Regions from separate parts of the Muntiacus reevesi genome. Here region 1 is linked to region 2. Evidence: chromatin contacts called from public Hi-C data. All regions are on one chromosome and are shown on one strand. Each heading gives the region's core, a stretch centred on a gene start, on an enhancer-like site or on the middle of the called end of the contact. The rest is flanking DNA. Distances are from core to core; before and after follow the strand shown. Region 1 holds the start of ELAPOR1 (endosome-lysosome associated apoptosis and autophagy regulator 1). Region 2 holds the start of SORT1 (sortilin 1).

What was found. A called contact is a pair of places that touch in the nucleus more often than the background predicts.
Region 1: a contact with region 2 is called in a Hi-C map of muscle, with 5 times the contacts expected there. The contact joins the promoter of ELAPOR1 here to the promoter of SORT1 in region 2. A contact is called at or near these places in 2 of 3 Hi-C or Micro-C datasets (blood and muscle).

What each region holds. Positions count from the first base shown.
Region 1 is chr1:96,279,012-96,281,711 of mMunRee1.1, forward strand. It overlaps ELAPOR1 (endosome-lysosome associated apoptosis and autophagy regulator 1), which reads right to left and starts at 1,282. Exons shown (of 23, transcript XM_065927495.1): 1 at 1,268-1,282. CFAP276 (cilia and flagella associated protein 276) reads left to right here. Exons shown (of 5, transcript XM_065927514.1): 2 at 557-673; 3 at 1,182-1,297; 4 at 1,623-1,750; 5 at 2,154-2,268. The coding sequence ends at 2,224.
Region 2 is chr1:96,046,395-96,049,094 of mMunRee1.1, forward strand. It overlaps SORT1 (sortilin 1), which reads left to right and starts at 1,425. Exons shown (of 20, transcript XM_065907533.1): 1 at 1,425-1,793. The coding sequence starts at 1,485.

The DNA of each region.
Region 1 (2,700 bases), core at 32-2,531, 230 kb after region 2:
AGAACCAAACATTCAATGAACTTTTTGACATTCCTGCAGCAACAATGACCCTTCCTTGCTTACCGAAATTTTTTTCTCACCTGTCTAGACACTGTTCTCTCCTGATTCTCCTCTCCCGATTCTCTTGTCTCTGACTGCCCCCAACCAACCCCATTATAATATTGTGCAGTCCTCATGAACCACCTCTTCCTTTTTGGTCAGATTCTTTTTGGGAGGCTTCAGCTGTTACTCCAACAACTGCATATTGCGTTAGAATATCTTACCTCTTCCTCAAACTCAGGACTTCTGCACCTGAGCTCATTTTGCCTGTCTGCTCCCCATCCTTCACTTCATGTCCCACTTCACCCCCTTCCCTGTCTTCCTGGCTCATTTCTGTCAGTTCTAAGAGAAAACTTAGGAGAGTCAAAAGGCTGGGAGGCTTGCCCCATATCATCCTTCTCATTTAGATGTCTCGATTCAATTAAAATGGAATGGCAGGAGGGGATGGATGTCACTGATGCTACCACATCAGCAAGGCCTTCGGTAACCAGGCGTGGGTGTGGTTTCTCTTTTGCAGAAACTGCCGTGTAGGAACCCAACTCACCTTGCTCAGCAACAAGAACCCTGGTGTCGACTCAGCTCAACTCCCACAATTACCTCCATGAAACGGGATGTTTTGTTTTTTTATTCAGAGGTACCTAGCATTGAAATGCTGTTTCTCATTATATCCACTTAGGATTAATGACTATCCTTTTTGAAAGGCAGTCTGTCCCTGACTGCTTTAGCAGCTTTATCTTGCCCCCAATCCAAGATCCTATCAAATCTAAAACCAAATACCAACTTTATCAGGGGTATGGGAAGGCAAAAGGCTTGAGTTTTGCTGCAGTTAATTATTTGGAGCAAATCATTCTCTCATTAGACTTTTCATTATAACCATGAATGAGGTAAGGCCCATTAAGCTCAAGTGGTTCCCATGTCTCCAGGAGAGCTTCCCACTCCTTAGACTTAACCACGAAACAATTCTATATGGACAAGATTTAAGAAGTCATCATGTACAGTAATTTGGTGTGTAAAGAGCTGGTGGGTCTCAGGCCCAAAAAGGGTTCACTCTGCTTTGGGAGAAGAGTAGAGCCCAATAGAACCCGACTAGAATGGGTGCACAGGTGGGAAGTTAACCCTGAGGGGGTTGGCCTCCTCTGTAGATACCGAAGGATGACCTGGATTTCCGCTTAGCAGCCTTGTACAACCACCACACAGGGACATTCAAGAACAAAAGTGAGATACTCACACACCAGGAGACCATCCAGGATACCCGCAGGTAAGTGGTGGAAGCAGAGCCTCACCCTAAGAGCAATGCCATCCAATCAAGTAAGGTAAACTGTCACCTGGGAAATAATCAATAGGTTCCTGTTTGTATAGATTTTTGCATTTTTTTTACTTCTGTAATACAATTTCTGTGTTTTTTTTTTTTTCTAAAATGGAGATCTTCCAAAATTGGGCTCATCCATATAATAAAAATTTGGTTAATTTGAGAGCCCAGAAAGGGCCTTTGGTTGCTATATTTTTGAGGTTGCATGCAACTCCTTCCCTCCTTACCTTCTTCTCTTGATTTCATTCTCCCCTGTTCTTCCCACATCTTCCAGAATCAAGACCCAATTCCCTGGAGAATTTTTACCTGCTCCCCAACCACCCCCGATCACTTCCAGAGCTAACATCAGACATTGGATCAACCCTAAGAAGGAGTCTATTCACAGCATACAGGGATCCATAGGTAAGGGTTAGAAGACTGAGGAATGGGAGGAAGATGGGTGGTGCTAAAGTTTTTCTAAATGGACACAGGAATCACGGAGCTGAGGTGGCTGGCTATTAGGGAATATGAGGGATAACTGAGTCTGGCACATATCAGGCTAATGCCAGCGGACATGCTGACTGTAGAGCTAGGAAATGAATTCAGTTTCAGAGCCTCTGCCTTAGCCTTAGGTCTAATGGACAAGAATTTTCAGCAAAGGACAGAAACCTGGGGAAAGACCTATAGCTAACCTCCCATCAGTCTTCTGTGCTTCCCTAGCTGTTGGAACCTTCTTCATGGTCCCTGTGAAAGTATGGGTGACAAATTCCCAGAAAAGGCAACAGATCTTAAATTCACAGCCCATTCCTTCTTCTTTTCTCCACAGTGTCCCCTCACACTGCAGCCACCAATGGAGGGTACTCCCGAAAGAATGATGGTGGCTTCTTCTCCACCTAAGTGTTGACAGGCCCCTGGACTAATTAATCATTGTGGAACATCCCGCCGACCACCTCCATTAAATAGATTTGTGTAAGTTGAAGCCTGGAGTATGTGTTACCCGCAGACTACAAGTTGCCACTTGACTACTCTTAAAATATGGAAGTTTCTCAACTTCTAGAAACTAATCCTATTGGGCAATATTTGCAATTCGGTCATCTTGCCGAAACGATAAGGATTTAGGACAGAACAGCACTGTTTTTGGCAGGAGACAGGTATTCACATTTTGTAAACTGGACTCATTCAAACCATATAAATATATAGCCATTCAACCTTTCTTGAAAACTTTTCATGTGTCAGGTGCTGAGCTTATTGTTAGGGAGACAAGAATGGGCATTGTCCATTCTCTCAATGAACTTACAGACACTAACTTTAGTAGCTCATTGTGGCATTAATATTAATGCAGAGGTCACACTTAACAGGATTTCAGACCTTCT
Region 2 (2,700 bases), core at 175-2,674:
GATAACTTGGAAGACTATTCCAGTGATTTTACCTTTCAAAATTATGTTTTCACTTGTCACACCTTACCATGGTTGTTCTGGCAAAATGTAAATTTGTAAACATTAAAACAGTAAATTTTTGTTTGCAAATTAATGTGACTAGAGGATTTTAATGTAACACTAGGATTGGGGGCACTGAACCATTCATTTTGCTCTACAATAAATATATTATCATTTGGGTTTACCTGCAGTAAGTGTTAAAAGTAATTTTTAGTGACTTTATTTGGGTGTAATATTTTGTATATATATATTATCATTTGGGTTTACCTGCAGTAAGTGTTAAAAGTAATTTTTAGTGACTTTATTAGGGTGTAATATTTTGTGTCTATTTGTTCCCTATTTTACAGAACAACTTCTGGCATTCTGAAGGGATGAAGTCAGTAAGGAGAAAATCCAGAACTGGTTTTACCTGCACTGCATGTTCCAGAATAAAGTTATGTATGCAGTTTCTGCGATAAAGGCAACAGTGTAGGGATTTTGTTTTATTTATTGGAGGCAGGATGCTAAATTAGGGGATATCATATATTGAAAATCAAACTTGTGCCTTGCACTCACTGAAGGGTTAAAGTACTTTGATAAAGATAAATGTGCATTTACGCAATAATGTCTAAAGTAGGCACTGGGCAATTATATTGCACCCTTTTACCTGCATTGCACCCTTTTACCTGCCCCTAACGTCTAAGCTACTTTCTAACCCCAGGAAAACCAATAAGCAATTCCTGTTTTGGCCTAACTCCCTGCCTAAAAGAAAAGTGAGTGAGAAGCGATTTCACCAGGCTTGCGTGAGTCACGGATGTCCTGATGTCTATGTGCCTCACAAGATTCAGCCCACACAGTTCGCATTCACTTCTGTCAGCAAGGCGGCTGCTGCAGTAGACAATGGGCGCTCCAAAGTGCGGGGGTTAAAAACCAGAAGCACCGGTTCGTGAAGGAGCCCCCTTTTCCAGATGAGCGAGCTCAGGGATTCCCTGAGAAAAATTTTCAGGCGCTGCGGCAACCCAAAGGAATTTTAGGGGTGTCTCTGGGGGAGAAGAGGGGACCAACCCAGCCCAACTTGAGGGTGCCAGAGAGAGTACTGGGGAGTCGGGGCGTCACGGAGCGGGGGGGGGATTCTTGTGAAGGAAAGAAGCGCCTCTTAACTCTGGAAGCCCGGCCTTGGAGACGCGGGGAGAGCGGGGGATGACCTCAACCGTCTCTGCCACGTTCCAGCCAATCAGTCCCGCATCTTGGCATCCGAATCCAGGACCCCCGAAGCCGGAGGCGACGCGAGCCAATGAGCAGTGGGCTGGGGAAGAAGGACAAGCGGCCAGCCTATGGGGGCGGAGAGGCCCGGCTCCGCGTATCCAAGGAGCGCCGGGCTCGGGCTCGGGGGTGTGGCGCGGCGCCGGCGGGGGTGGGCGGGAGCGCCCGGCTGCAGGTGTCCGCGGCGTAGGCATTCGGCGGCGATGGAGCGGCCCGGGGGAGCTGCCGACAGCCTCTCGCGCTGGCCCCACGGCCTCGGCCTTCTCCTCTTCCTCCTCCAGCTGCTGCCGTCGGCGACCCTCGGCCAGGACCGGCTGGACGCGCCGCCGCCGCCCGCTGCGCCGCTGTCGCGCTGGTCCGGCCCCGTCGGGGTGAGCTGGGGGCTGCGCGCGGCCGCGCCCGGGGGCCCGGCTCCCCGCGGCGGCCGTTGGCGCCGCAGCGCGCCCGGCGAGGACGAAGACTGCGGCGGGGTCCAGGACTTCGTGAGCAGGCTGGCTAACAACACACACCAGGTGAGCGGGCGCCAGGTCCGGCCACCTCCCGGACTGCGAGACACCGGCCCTCGTGCCCCCGGAGGCCCGCCCGCCAGGCCCGCGCAACCGGCCCCTCTTTCTCTGTCCGCGCGCCTCGCGTCCCCGAGGAAGAGACCCCCCCCCGGCCGCGCGGCGCCCGCGCTCACCGGGCCGCGGCCCCGAAACTGCGGCTGCAGGAGGGCCGAGTCGGGCCGGGCGAGCGACCCTCGGTTGTCGCGGCCCAGGCGGCTGTGTTTCGTCACAGCGGAGGCCGGCTTAGACTTTCACAGCATTCTTTTTTTTTTTTTTAAGTTGTCAAAATCTGTCGAGCGTTGTTGTTTTCTGTCTGTATGAATAATTAGGATCGAGTAACGCTATCCCGCACCAGGAAGCTGCAGGAGTTAATTACCTCTTAAGTGGTTGGAGAAGTTGGGGCTGCGCAGAAGCAAAGGTGTGTCTTCGTGGGGTCAGAACTTTCAGGGTTGGTCGCGGGTGTTCAGAAGTACCAAAGCAGTAACTAGGTTTCTGTGTGTATTTTAATAGCTAAAGGAACAAGGTTGTCCGTGGGATTACAGTATGTGATCTGTCTTACGCCTTCAATTTAGTCTTCTGTCTTGGTATTGGACTCTAACCAGGATGTCTCCATACTGTTATAACAATGGTTTTCGACGGTGAAGAAACACTGCAGAGATTCTCCTTTGAGCCAGGTCTTAGGCGAAAACTTTAGAAATTGTGACAGTTCTGTCTCTGGGGACAAGCAGCTCAAACCTTTCCACACTACTGGATTGACAGTAGTCAGTGTCCTGGCTACTTGCTCTAGTGCAACCTGGGCATCTTCCTCGTATTTTTTCTAGAATTAACGATTTATTTGTTGCATAATGTCTTTTCAGTTCAGTGCATTTTCTCT